Linked DNA regions of Mus musculus: all the other regions are linked to region 1. Evidence: chromatin contacts called from public HiChIP or PLAC-seq data. All regions are on one chromosome and are shown on one strand. Each heading gives the region's core, a stretch centred on a gene start, on an enhancer-like site or on the middle of the called end of the contact. The rest is flanking DNA. Distances are from core to core; before and after follow the strand shown.

Evidence for each region. HiChIP or PLAC-seq counts read pairs in DNA pulled down with a chosen protein or histone mark.
Region 2: an H3K27ac HiChIP or PLAC-seq map of microglia shows a contact between it and region 1, with 5 times the contacts expected there. The contact joins two enhancer-like sites. A contact is called at or near these places in 4 of 15 datasets of contacts at CTCF or cohesin (CD8 T cells, the NIH/3T3 cell line, large pre-B cells and 1 more), 6 of 484 Hi-C or Micro-C datasets (the HPC-5 cell line, bone marrow-derived macrophages, centroblasts and 2 more), 8 of 115 datasets of contacts at active chromatin or transcription factors (the HPC-7 cell line, bone marrow-derived dendritic cells, bone marrow-derived macrophages and 4 more) and 3 of 9 other capture datasets (adipose tissue, embryonic stem cells and liver).
Region 3: an H3K27ac HiChIP or PLAC-seq map of microglia shows a contact between it and region 1, with 4 times the contacts expected there. The contact joins two enhancer-like sites. A contact is called at or near these places in 7 of 484 Hi-C or Micro-C datasets (CD8 T cells, bone marrow-derived macrophages, centroblasts and 4 more), 4 of 115 datasets of contacts at active chromatin or transcription factors (CD8 T cells, bone marrow-derived macrophages, effector CD8 T cells and 1 more) and 1 of 9 other capture datasets (embryonic stem cells).
Region 4: a contact with region 1 is called in an H3K27ac HiChIP or PLAC-seq map of microglia, with 3 times the contacts expected there. The contact joins two enhancer-like sites. A contact is called at or near these places in 2 of 15 datasets of contacts at CTCF or cohesin (CD8 T cells and pro-B cells), 4 of 484 Hi-C or Micro-C datasets (bone marrow-derived macrophages, embryonic stem cells and myocytes), 8 of 115 datasets of contacts at active chromatin or transcription factors (CD8 T cells, acute myeloid leukemia, bone marrow-derived dendritic cells and 4 more) and 1 of 9 other capture datasets (embryonic stem cells).

What each region holds. Positions count from the first base shown.
Region 1 is chr3:9,879,536-9,882,569 of GRCm38.p6, forward strand. Gm33273 (a long non-coding RNA gene) reads right to left here. Exons shown (of 3, transcript XR_387542.3): 3 at 1,093-1,871. Among named protein-coding and RNA genes, the nearest start is that of Gm33273, 4.2 kb to the right of the region's middle. Within about 2 kb of position 1,551, at least 10 of the 459 cell types and tissues checked have an H3K27ac peak or open chromatin away from gene starts, as enhancers often do. A contact at or near this core is called in microglia, where this site is marked.
Region 2 is chr3:9,702,369-9,705,188 of GRCm38.p6, forward strand. Pag1 (phosphoprotein associated with glycosphingolipid microdomains 1) reads right to left here. Exons shown (of 9, transcript NM_001195031.1): 5 at 2,336-2,387. Among named protein-coding and RNA genes, the nearest start is that of Gm33169, 41 kb to the left of the region's middle. Within about 2 kb of position 1,448, at least 22 of the 459 cell types and tissues checked have an H3K27ac peak or open chromatin away from gene starts, as enhancers often do. A contact at or near this core is called in microglia, where this site is marked.
Region 3 is chr3:9,749,603-9,752,569 of GRCm38.p6, forward strand. It overlaps Pag1 (phosphoprotein associated with glycosphingolipid microdomains 1), which reads right to left. Exons shown (of 9, transcript NM_001195031.1): 3 at 2,811-2,884. Among named protein-coding and RNA genes, the nearest start is that of Pag1, 83 kb to the right of the region's middle. Within about 2 kb of position 1,704, at least 156 of the 459 cell types and tissues checked have an H3K27ac peak or open chromatin away from gene starts, as enhancers often do. A contact at or near this core is called in microglia, where this site is marked.
Region 4 is chr3:9,724,053-9,726,912 of GRCm38.p6, forward strand. The region is part of intron 3 of Pag1 (phosphoprotein associated with glycosphingolipid microdomains 1); the gene reads right to left. Among named protein-coding and RNA genes, the nearest start is that of Gm33169, 62 kb to the left of the region's middle. Within about 2 kb of position 1,364, at least 48 of the 459 cell types and tissues checked have an H3K27ac peak or open chromatin away from gene starts, as enhancers often do. A contact at or near this core is called in microglia, where this site is marked.

The sequences.
Region 1 (3,034 bases), core at 301-2,800:
GAGGAAAGCACACAATTTAAAAAGGGTGACAACTTCCCTGTTTGCTTGTTTCTAAAACCAGGGCAAGTGTTAGCAATGAGGGAGAGGACTGTTTGAAAGCTTCAAAACAAGCTGGTGCAATAAATTATGAAATTGGATGCAGCCAAAGACCTGTGACACACAGCATCCACCCTCAGAAAGATGGCTTCCCTTTGCCCTACCAGATTGCTTGTGATAGAGAAGTTGAGTAAGAATCTTGTTTTACAGTAACCTGTTGCGGTAAATCTCCTCCCAAATACACCCCGGCAAGGAAAACACAACACAATTAGTATGAATACATGCTGTGAGCCTAGATTGGGCAGATCTACCGTTACACTACCATCTTCTACAGCTTATGAGACCCCTTAGAACTTGCGGTTTCTCCAGGCCATGTGCTTCTGCTCTGCTTTTCTTCTTCCTCCTCCTCTGCGTCCTCTCCCTCTTCCATTTTCTCCACCACCACCTTCCCTTTTATCTGCCCAATCATCAGCTCTCCTTTATTTTACAAATTAAGGTGGGAAGCAGGTTTACTGGAAATCACCTGAGTGTTGACTCTTTGCTTGTTAGAGGCTACTCACTGGAGAACAGAATTAACATCAAATATAATTAGCCCCAGGGCCATCCACAACAGTAACTGGTCTCAAATCCCCCATCACTGTCTCCTGGACCAAACCCTGTCCTCACTAATCCCCAGTCTTAGTGGCGGCATCAGTTGTATGTTGTTAAATACACAGTCAAATCTTTTCTCTAATCATTTGTCTCAAATTTTCATGTTTTTAAAGGTTGGAGATGATGAACTTTTGGTGTTGTTAAATTAGAAATAAAACCCAAGAAGGGGGACATTTGAATATTTGAAATAATGTATTTTATTTCTGCCATTACCAGAGTAGCATCTAAACCTTGTCAATCAGCTATTACTAAACCTTAATGTAAATGAAATAAAATTCAAAAGAATATAACTCATAAAAGAGTAAGACATTTCAAAGAGTTAATTAAATTATCCTTTAATATAAACAACTAAATTAAATAAGAAATATGGTTAAAAAATTATCAATACTCATCCAACCATTGGTTATACACAGAAAGGAAAGAGAAAGGTGACCAAGAAGACACGTAGCATGTGCCTAACTCTAAAAGTCATTTTAATTTAAGCATCACTATGTACATTTTTGCAGCAGGAATTTAAAGATATATTTTTGGAACACTTAACTATCAAGTTAAATTAGACACAACTGGAGAATCTCTTTCTAAATTTGTAACTCATTAAGATAATTTTTCATTTTAGGATCGCCAATCTAGCTCTTTTCAAGGCATTGGAAAGTTTGAAAGTGTGTTTAGATTTAGAAGTGCAACTTTCCATACTCATAGTTGTTTTCCAATCAATATTTTAAACAGCTCTCTTGTCTTCCTCAATGACCTTTCTGAAAAGCATAAAGTGTCCTAAAGTGAGTTTGAATCGAATCTACCCTGAGTTCCTTCTGCTCTACTTCCTCTCCGCCCGACTCCCAAGGCACCACTTTCCCCTCTCCGCCCCACGCGCTTTTCTTTTTATACTCACTGAGTCAACTTAGTGCTGCGAATACGTGCACAGGGTGATTCCTCCACAAATGGCTCAGGTAGCTTCCCAGGGTCTGCCTCCCTAAAGAAAATCAGTTCTCCTTCTTCCAACAATCACCAGTTGGCAATGGCTTCCCTTTACGCACTGGGGTTTGGCTTGGCTTCATCTTGTGCAGGTCAGCACGGTGGTTGAGAGTTCATCAATAGACAGTGTTTCTCAGCGTTCCTCCGCATTCTCCAGCCCTTACATTCTTTGAAGCCCATTTAAAAATTTTTTTTCCTTCAACGGTTGCTGCCTTGAGAAAAGTAAAGATACACATTTAGATGTTTCATGAGACTAAAGAACTTTAATTCTTTTTACATGGTCTCAAAATTTAATTGGCTTCTATCAGCCAATGGGTTTGCTTATTCGCTGGTCTATTTTGAGGAAGGATGTCCCAGTATTGCCTACAGTCTTGGCTGGTTTCGAACATATGATTCTACTGCTTCAGCCTCCCCAGTAGTTAGGATTACAGATACATACCACCATGCCCAGCCTTTCACATAAGTTAAGAAAATATAATAATCATGTCGCAATCAGTTCAGCCCTTAACATTATAACAAATACATTTAGAAAAGGTGCTGTAATAAACTCATCTCACTAAGAAGGGTTAATAAGCCCTGGGATTACTTTCGATGGCCTAACTACAGTGAGCTTTCTGCAGCCATGGCTTCGCTGTTTGTGTTATTCTTCCTTCATCATGCCCCTGGGCTCTTATTATTCCTTAAATGGTGTCTAGATGCCCATGTGGCCACTTCCAGTCCCATCTGGGACATTCTCATGCCTTGAGCACATTACAATGCACTTTGCGTCATTTTGACACAGTAGACACCAGGGTTTCCTAAGAAGAGTTGGGAAAGTTCAAATGAAATTTAATAGAACAATCAAAGTCCCTGCCTAGCGTTTGGTAGGAATAGTTTAAGAAATACGTGTTGTGGATGGGCCTGGTGCTGTTTGTACTTGTACTTTGGTGCTAATTCCGCTTTACTGGAAGGGGTTGCGGACGAGGAGTAAGTCACATACTCGGGTGAGTTCTTGTGAACCAATCCCCTAATGAATAAAGGAGCCAATCACTGGGCGAGTAGGAGGGAATTCCCGGTTGAACAGAGGAAGAGAGGAAGCAGGAGAGAGGCCCATTTTGGACAGGGACAGTGTAGGACAAGTTGTAATTACTAGTGTCTTCTGGTTTCAATGGCGGGTTCACCACAAGAGGAATCAGATTTAATAAGGTTTACAAGATTAGGATTTTAGTTGCTATGCCCAGCAATTGAGTTACCATCATTTCTGGGGGTGGGGGGTGGGGGATTGAGTTACCATCATTTCGGGGGCGGGGGGGGGGGGGCGGGCGATTGAGTTACCATCATTTCTGTGGTGGGGGGGCAATTGAGTTACCATCATTTCTGTAGGGGGGCAATTGAG
Region 2 (2,820 bases), core at 198-2,697, 180 kb before region 1:
GCTCAAGGGGAATGGAGACCACAGATTATTGTGTGGGTCAGAACAGAGCCCAGCAGGGATCAATGCCATCCCTAAAACACAGGTGGTGACAAACAAACAGCAAAGTGTCCCGACAGGAAGAGATTTAAACATGGTCAACACAGCATTTAATGCTATACATTCCCGAGCCTATTTCCGAGCTTTATTGAAACGATCATCTACTGAATAATTGCTTTGCAAACCTTTCCTACTTTCAGAGATGCACAGACACTTGGGAGAACTGATTTTGTTCCTCTGGGCTGATGGTGCTGTGTGGACTGCCTGGAACAACATGGCAGGCAGAGTCCTCACAGGGCAGAAGACAGCAGCTGCTTCTGGATGTGTTCTGTCTAACATGTCGGACCCTACCCTCTTCATGTTAATGGCTTCTGCTGCCCAAGACACAGCCCAGGTCTCAGGATATCACAGGGAAATTCTGATGCAACCTGTACAGGAGTCTTGGGTCGCTGGCTTCACAATCTTACTGACTCTGATGGGAAATCAAATAATAACAGATAATAAGTAGCCCTTGAAGTGCAGCAGTGCGCCAGTGTCCGGGAAGTCTGCTCTTTGGGCCAATACTGCTCGCATCTGCTGCTATAAAGTGACTTGAAGTGTTTGTGCTTTGCCAGGACCCTGAGATGCTCATATTGGAGAAACAGTGTCCTTAGGGGACAGAGAGGGGGACCAAGGGAAGGCTTCCTGCATAGCACGCCACTGCCAAGCTTCTATAATCTCTGTCTGAACTGCTCTTTCCCATCTTAGCCCCCATGAGAAACAAGTCAGCAAACTGGGAGTGGTCTAGGGAAGTCAGGAGCTCAGTGGGCAGCTGTGTGCAGGCCTCACTGGCACTGTCAGCAGGCATCCTGTGGATACAGTCTGTCCTGGAGGTGTGTGGAGGAGATCCTATGTGGGGAAGAGAATGAAGAGGCGGCACTCTCCCTGCCCGCAAAGGCTGCTGTCCTCAGGCAGAATAACGGGGATGAAAGATCGAGAATGACCGGCGTTCATGTGGATGCCCATATCAGAGTGACCGGCAAAGCTTGGTCCCACCCCTGAACACTGGCTTCATACAGTACTCAGGTTGAGCTGCCAGGTCTCGCCATTCCTGAGAGCACTAGGAGGAAGTGAGGCTCGAGTTGAGTTCAGCCACAACCTCCTGTCCACCTGACTGAGGAAGGTGGGCTCTGAAGAAAGACAGGGCCTATCTGTCCACCCCCCATTCCTCCCCTACCCTGTGCAAGCACTGGGGAGCATAGAGACACTGGGAACAAGGAGTGAGACAAGATAAGAGGTGAAAATAGCAGGAGAACATCAGTCAGGGCAGGAGAGATGCTGAGGTCCGGGGTGGCTGTGATGGGTGGTCTCAGACAAAGGAAGAGAGCCCTGGCTGGGGTCCAGGAGGAGCTTCCTGTCTGCTTGGGCTACAGGCACACTGGGAAGTGGGGGTTCAGGCAGCCTGGTACCTCACGCATGTGCTCTGAACATGCTTGCTGGGTGCAAACAGCCCAGGCCCCCCAGAGTTTAAATGCATATGTGCTTCCTGGCTGGGAGCAGGAAGCGCCCTCTCTCCTAGACCTGCCCTGGGGCCCAGCGGGAGCTCAACCCAGCCCTGCAGACACAGCTGCTGAGGCTGCTGCCACTTAAGGGCACAACAAAAGGTCACCACCCAGGTGGACAGCTCTCTCCTTGAGACTGCTGGGTCTCTCAGGATCCCATCAAATGCTGACGATCCGATAACGCACCAAGGCCAAGCTATGCTGTGGGCTCCAGGCCCCGATGAATGGCTGCAGCGCCACCCAAATGCATGCCAAAATCTCAGTCCCTAGTGCCACAGCCTAACCTCATCTGAAAGCAGGGCTATTTCAGATGGCACTAGTTAGGACTGAAGTCAGAGAGGTACAGTTGCTATCTTGGCTTCAAGACATACATTCAGAGAGGGAAGGTGACAGCAAGGACTAGGTGGGTGTGCACTAAGGAGCTGAGTTTGGGAACAGATCTAGCTCTGGAAGGGGCTCGTGTGACAACACTGAATGCTGGACTCTGCTCTCCAGAGCAGAGAGACAAGAAATCTTAGATGAATTGTCTAGTTGTTCCTTGTGACAGCCCTCCCAGACCAGGAGGGGCATGAAGACATCTCTGCAGAAGCTACCCTGAACACTGGTCAAGCCAGGCTCCCAGCCGTACATACAGTATACAGAAAGCCACAGCTAATATCCATTTACGTCCCCATGCCAGCTTCAGTTGTGTCGAAAGCCAGTAGCGCCATGCCTGGAGAGGTGTACTCGGACAGACAGACAGCCACACCGAGGCTTACCACATTCATCAGGTTCTCATGGTCCCCGCTATGCTGCCGTGGCTTCTTCTCTCTGAAAGGGAGAAGAAAATACCATTCTGATGTCAAATGTGTCCCTTAAAGTGAAGTGGACACCATACTTCCCTAGCCTAACATTTATCAGCTCCGCCTCTCTGGTTTTATTAACCAGGTTAATAAAACTAGATCAGAAAAAGTCCTGACCTACAGCAAAGGCTGAGCCCGCTTCTGGCACACCCCTTCCCAGAGGGTCAAGTTCACTACGGGAGACAGCGGGCTGCAAGCAGGATCTGTCTGTGCCTGGAACACTCAGATGACAGACACTGCCTTTATTCTTTAGCAAATCCTAACAATGACCTCATCTTCTCCCTTAAGAGTCTGTGAAGTCACGTGCCGTAAGGGATGAGAGAAAATATGGGAGATACTACTTTGGCACATCAGGGAGGTGACATTCTCTCAGGATGAGTCATAGGTACTTCCAGTCTACG
Region 3 (2,967 bases), core at 454-2,953, 130 kb before region 1:
AGGGCACTGGGCCTGTTGGGAATCCTGTGCAGTCACCTGTGGTACAGTGTACCATGAGGGTCGTGACGGAAATGTTGGAATTTTGTTTTTTAATGATCATGTGCCCACTGTAGACAGAAGAAGACTATAAATTATTTTTCTACAGACGTAAGCACAATCAGACAAAGGCCATGCTTCCAAACACGATGATGGACCATACGGTGTACGCCTCCGTGGAGGTGACTGTTTACAGGTTGTTCACAGATCCCGCTCAGCGGGCTCTGGTCCGGTCCAGGGGCCCCGATGATGGTCAGTTACACACACACTAAGCCAGATCCCACAGCTGCTGGACGCCAGCGCTGACTCTGCTCTTGCCTCTCAGGTCCTTATGGACTCTGAACTGCTGAATCCCCAGTTAAATGGGCATCCTCACCATCACACCAGGGTAGCTATGCAGATTATCCCGCCCTTCCCAGGAGCCATAAATTATCTGTCAAACAAGAAAACACCATGCAGCCTTTGGGGTGGTTTCTGTCATAACCATTTCTCTTCACAGTGGGTAAGGATGCCTTGCCCCAATGTTCACACAACACCCTTCTTCTCTTCCCTTCAGGTCAGCTGCAGCTAAAAGGATCTAGCTGCCTGTGAGCTCCTTCCTATCCCTGTCCCTTTTATGATGAGCTGTGCTCACAGGTGTGAAAAGCCAGGAGCCAAGGACAGTGACACTGCTCAGGCCTGGAGTCTCAGTGGTTCTAGGAGCCTCAAGAGAAACAATGATAGGCCAGCAGGTCCTCTGAAGGTATCCTTGCCACACAAGCAACACCTCCACAGACCGCCAGACACAGGCAGGAGTGGCTGGCCCTGCGTCTCTCGTATGCCTCCATACAATGCCATATTCTACCCCACACCCTCAGCAATCCTGTATATTTATATAAAAATTTTATATTAAAAACAGGTTATCTAAAATGCATCCATTGGAATAAAAAAAGGAGGTGGAGAAGGTTGAAGAGCTTAGTTATTTTTATTGGTATCTGTTATTCAGTCCCAAACACTGTCATATCAATGTACTCCTCTATGTCCTGCCTATGCTCACCCATCACCATCATTATTACCGTGGTTTGTAATAGTCAGGATGCAATGCAGACTCTCAGCACACCAGGCACATTGCTGCCGCTGAGCTCTAGCTCCTGTCCTCCTTTCACACAATCCAGATTGCAGAAACTCCTTCTGAAGTTGGGGTCTTTAAAAGTTATGCACGTTCTCTGTGTGTCACACCGCGGGTGGTACTCTCACCGTGTCCCTGCCATACACTGATTACTGTCTGCACATAATTGTTCCCAGGAGCTCCAAGCTAACACTGCTGGCACTGATAGGAGTGCTGATGTACAAGGAGCAAGCCTCGAGGCTGTCTGCAGCGCGCAGGATGTCTTTCTGAATTTCTAGGATTGAAATGCTTGATGCCACAGCTTAGATGGGCACCCTACTCTCATAAGGACCTTTTATGTAATACATGCATAATGCAGTGTGAAGAAAGGAACCAAGGAAAATGTTTTCCTAAATTATAACTTGCATCTTGGTAATGAGAAGCTATTAAAATGTATTTAAAAAAAATCCCCAAGCTGATGTGTTTCTTAGAATTCAGCGGTTCCCACTGCTCTGCTCGCATTCTGTATGCACAGCAGAGATCCCTGCCAAGACTATTACAGTGAGCAAACAATGTCCTCTCTGTCAGAGCCGAGAATGAATAGTATCACAAAATTCTCTTCCAACTTACAGCCTACACTTCCCCCAACCCTTCTGAGAACTGCCAGGGAGGGGGAGGCCAGAAGCTGGCTCTCCCCTTCCATCTGAAACTGCTTTCCACAACACCAAGGGTGGAATAATGCCAGCCATATATGATCTTCTAATCAGAGAAAGCAGACAAGAAGATTTCAAATCTAGTTGTGTATTGTTTCATCCCTGCGGATGTGAGTACACAGACACTTTGTAAGGAAAAAGGAAGCGCTTTATCAGATAAAAATCTCAGCCTAGTGAAAATAGCCCTATGCTAAAAACTAAACAGCAAAAGAGGAATTTCATAGAAATGATAGAGCAGTTTGTGTTCAGGGCCTAGGAGGCGAGTCACGAGTGCTGAAGCTGACAATGGGCTCTACTGCTGCCTGTAAGCCTTGGTGCCTACTAAGAATATGATTCACAAAGGGAGAGCCTGGAGCTATTCCTGTGGATGTGCAAGGTGAGGGTGGCCCACTCCACTAGGATCTGAGGTCTGCCTGTGTCTCCCCCTCAGCTCCTCTTTAGAAGTGGTATTAAGGACATTATCTTCTAAAATGAGACATTTATAAAGCATTTTGTATGAACCACTGAAAGGCTAACTTGGTGTGCATTTTCAGGGACCCCCCCCCCCACGCAGAGATTTCTTAAATTCTTTTCTTATTTGTTAAGTCTTAGTTGGTACAAAGCATTGGTCCAGGATCACCTGCATGACACATACAGAATGGATACTTTATTTGACCTCTAGTTAGAATCCCTCCACTATTTCATCATAAAGGAATGAATGCAATTTTCAGTCTAAACACTAGGACTCTCCCCGCTCCCTCTTTTCCCACACACTTGCTGCCCAGTCCCATGACCTCCCAGGGCGGGATGGTCTTCTTCTGCTGATACTTTTAGTGAGGCTGCAGACGGAAGCACCAGCCTCCCTTTCTTCTCTCTCCCCCTTTCACTCAGCCCTAGTCTGCAGCAGACAGACCATCAACTCTCCATGCTCCCACTGTCGTCTGAAACTGCAAGGCATGTGTTCCCTCCCTTCTTCCTATGACGGCCACAATTACCTTGGAGAAACGGTTGTCCAGAAGAGGGTTTCGTTCACGTGTCAGTATGCTGGGGTTCTCTCTTCCTTCTTGGCCTGTAACCAAAAAGAAAGAAAGAATGTCTGGGGGGCAGGGAAGGCATGTGGACAGGCTGTGAAAGACGCCTGCCAGCTTGCTG
Region 4 (2,860 bases), core at 114-2,613, 160 kb before region 1:
AAATCAGCCACGGTTGTACCTTATAAGTTTGCATAATTCAGTGCCTTTGCCCAGAATGGATCCCCAGTAAGTACACTACTTCCTGCAACTTCCCGTGCTGATTTAATACAGCCTTCTATTCTGATAACAATTTACAATTTATCATTTGAAATGAACAGAGAATATGAGAAATCATCAGATTCCTGCACATGTAGATTCTTTAATGTAATTTTAAAAAATAATACTTATTTTGTGACCTCGCATGTATGTGGAAGTAAACTTGTAGGAATTGGTTCCCTATTTCCACCCGTGGGTTCCAGGGGTCAGGTACAGCATTGGTCTTAACCACTGAGCAACCTTGCTAGCCCTCTCCACACCGAGCTTTTGAGGGCAGGGGCTCACTCTGAAGCCAGTGAGTAGTCTGTCGTGGTGAAGAGGCACAGGCAGGCGCTGCATTGTGAAGGCACGGGGTTAGGTGTGCGAGTGTACTGGGATCTGACCTGACCTAAGCTCAGCTCTAACCCAGCCCTGTTGCTACTGCTTCAGTATTTCTCAGACGAGCAAATGATATTCCTCAGTCAAGCCACTGGACAGGACAGAATGTTATCTTCTCAAACTGTGTCCTTCAAGTTTCTTTTCGTGGGACACTTTGTAGCAGCAACAAGAAAAGTAGCCAATACTCTCATAGCAACCACATAATGAATGGATCCCTTTGCAGTTTGAGTCCTCCCCCAGTGAGGGAGCACGGAAGCTCTTCAGAGCCAACCCTGGCTCTTTCCCTTACTTTGCTCTCTCCTCCTCTCTACTACCTTCTTCTCTGTGAGTTTACAAGCATGGCTTAATTCCCATCATTTTGCCTTGGTGCTGAGTATAGACACCTACTTGTGGGGCTCTGTATCCAGTTTGCACCTGAGCCGCTCTTCCTGGTGTCTTCCAGGCTGAGACCTCCACCAGCCTTCAGCTAGTTATACTAGATTGAATCCGAGGTTAGCCTAGCTCTGCCTCTCTCGGCTTACTCTCCTATCTACTCCATCTTCGAGCTCCTCAATGTCGCTATTTTGTACACTACTTTAAAGTCATTCTCTTCAGCTTACCCTGGTCTCTTCATTTCCAGGGCTGTATTCCCTTGTTCTCCCAACCATCATCTTAGCATGAAAGGAACCTATTTATTGGTCCCTGCCTTCATACTGCTGACCTCAACCTCAGTCAGACAGCTATCTTTAAATGGGAAGTTTGATCACACCACAGCTTAGGGCCTTTAACGTTTTCCCACTGTTCAAGAGATAAAGCAAAGGAAATCGTAAGCAGCCTGCTACTTCCCGAAAGCTTCTCCTTTCCGCACACCGCCCTTACATCATCCTGCTCACTCATTGCCAGCCACTCCCGACACTGCCTGCATCTCTGGGACTTCAGCAGCCCACACTGGCTTTCCCCAGTTCAGGTCCACATTGCATCAGAACAGAAGGAATCTACATTTAAGGTCACTGCCAATAGCTTCTATGTTTCCCTCTTTCACAACACCATGCTTTTCTATGCCCACATATGTGTGGGACACAGACAGACTGTGTGGCACCCCTACCAGGAGATCAAACCCAAGTCAGGAGTCAGGAGACCCTGCAGCCTCATCAATGGTCAGCAGCGGTTTCACCTTCTGTCATATGTGGTCCATCTTGTTGACTCTGGAGCCTATGTCTGGGTTTAGTTTTAGTTTCTGCTTGCATAATTGCTTGGAAAGTAGGGAGTTAGGATAGGGTCCATTTCCTCAAAAGATTATTGTGCAAGAGACACTTAATCATTCTCTGAACCTGAATGTACAAATGTCACAGAACAGTTCAGTTAATCCTACATTCCACTCATCTGCGTGTGCAGTGTATGCAAGTGTGTGCCTATGTGAAGCCCAGAGGTTCTGCCCCACTGCTCTCTGCTTTACTCCCTTAAGGCAGAGTCTGCCTTTGAACCTAGAGCAAGGCTGGAGGCCAGCAAAACTCAGCAATCCCCTGCCTCTTCTCTTTGTAGTGCTGGGCTTACAGGTATCTATGCCCATGCATGGCTTTTTCATGTGGGTGCTGGGATCTGAACTCAGGTTTTCATGTTCGTACAGCAAGTGCTGTACCCACCGAGTTGTCTTTCTGCCTCACTTCCTTCATTTTATAGCAGATTGTAAGGAGACAGTGACAGTCACCACATCACTCACAGAACAGTGTGTGACAGGGCTCAAGGGGGCTACAGGTGGATGTGAGAACTGGATGCAAGCCAAGCGTCCTGAGCCACTCACACCCGCAGATACTCTTCATGCATGCACTTACACCCTCTCACTCATGTACTCACTCATGCACTAATGCATTCACTAGCTCACTCACTCACACACTCATTCACACACACTCAGACTCACTCACACATACTCACACAGTTCTTCACATACCCACACACTTACATATACACTCACACTTCTTCACACACTCACACACTCAGTTATGCACTCACATACTTAGTCACATACTCACTCAGTCACGCACTTACACACTCGCTCACTAAAGAGCCAACTTTGCATCCCTCATCCATCAAGTCATGTAGTGAGATGACCTTAGTTTTGCAGACTGTCAGCATTATTAAACATTTTCATAAACTTTCCTTTCTTAGTAATTCAAAATTTGAAAACTTAGTTAATTTTTGTCTTAAAACTATCTTGGGTGTTTTATAAAATGGATCAATATGACAGAGAGATGAAGTGGCAGAGAATTCTACCGAGGTGAAGGGCTATCTCTCTGCTCGTGACAATCTCTGAAGTCTATACTTCCTCCTCCTTTTGTGTTTAGATTAGAAAACATGTGTGTCTACGAAGTGAAGCCCTTATTAATGAGACAGGGCTCACAGATTGAAC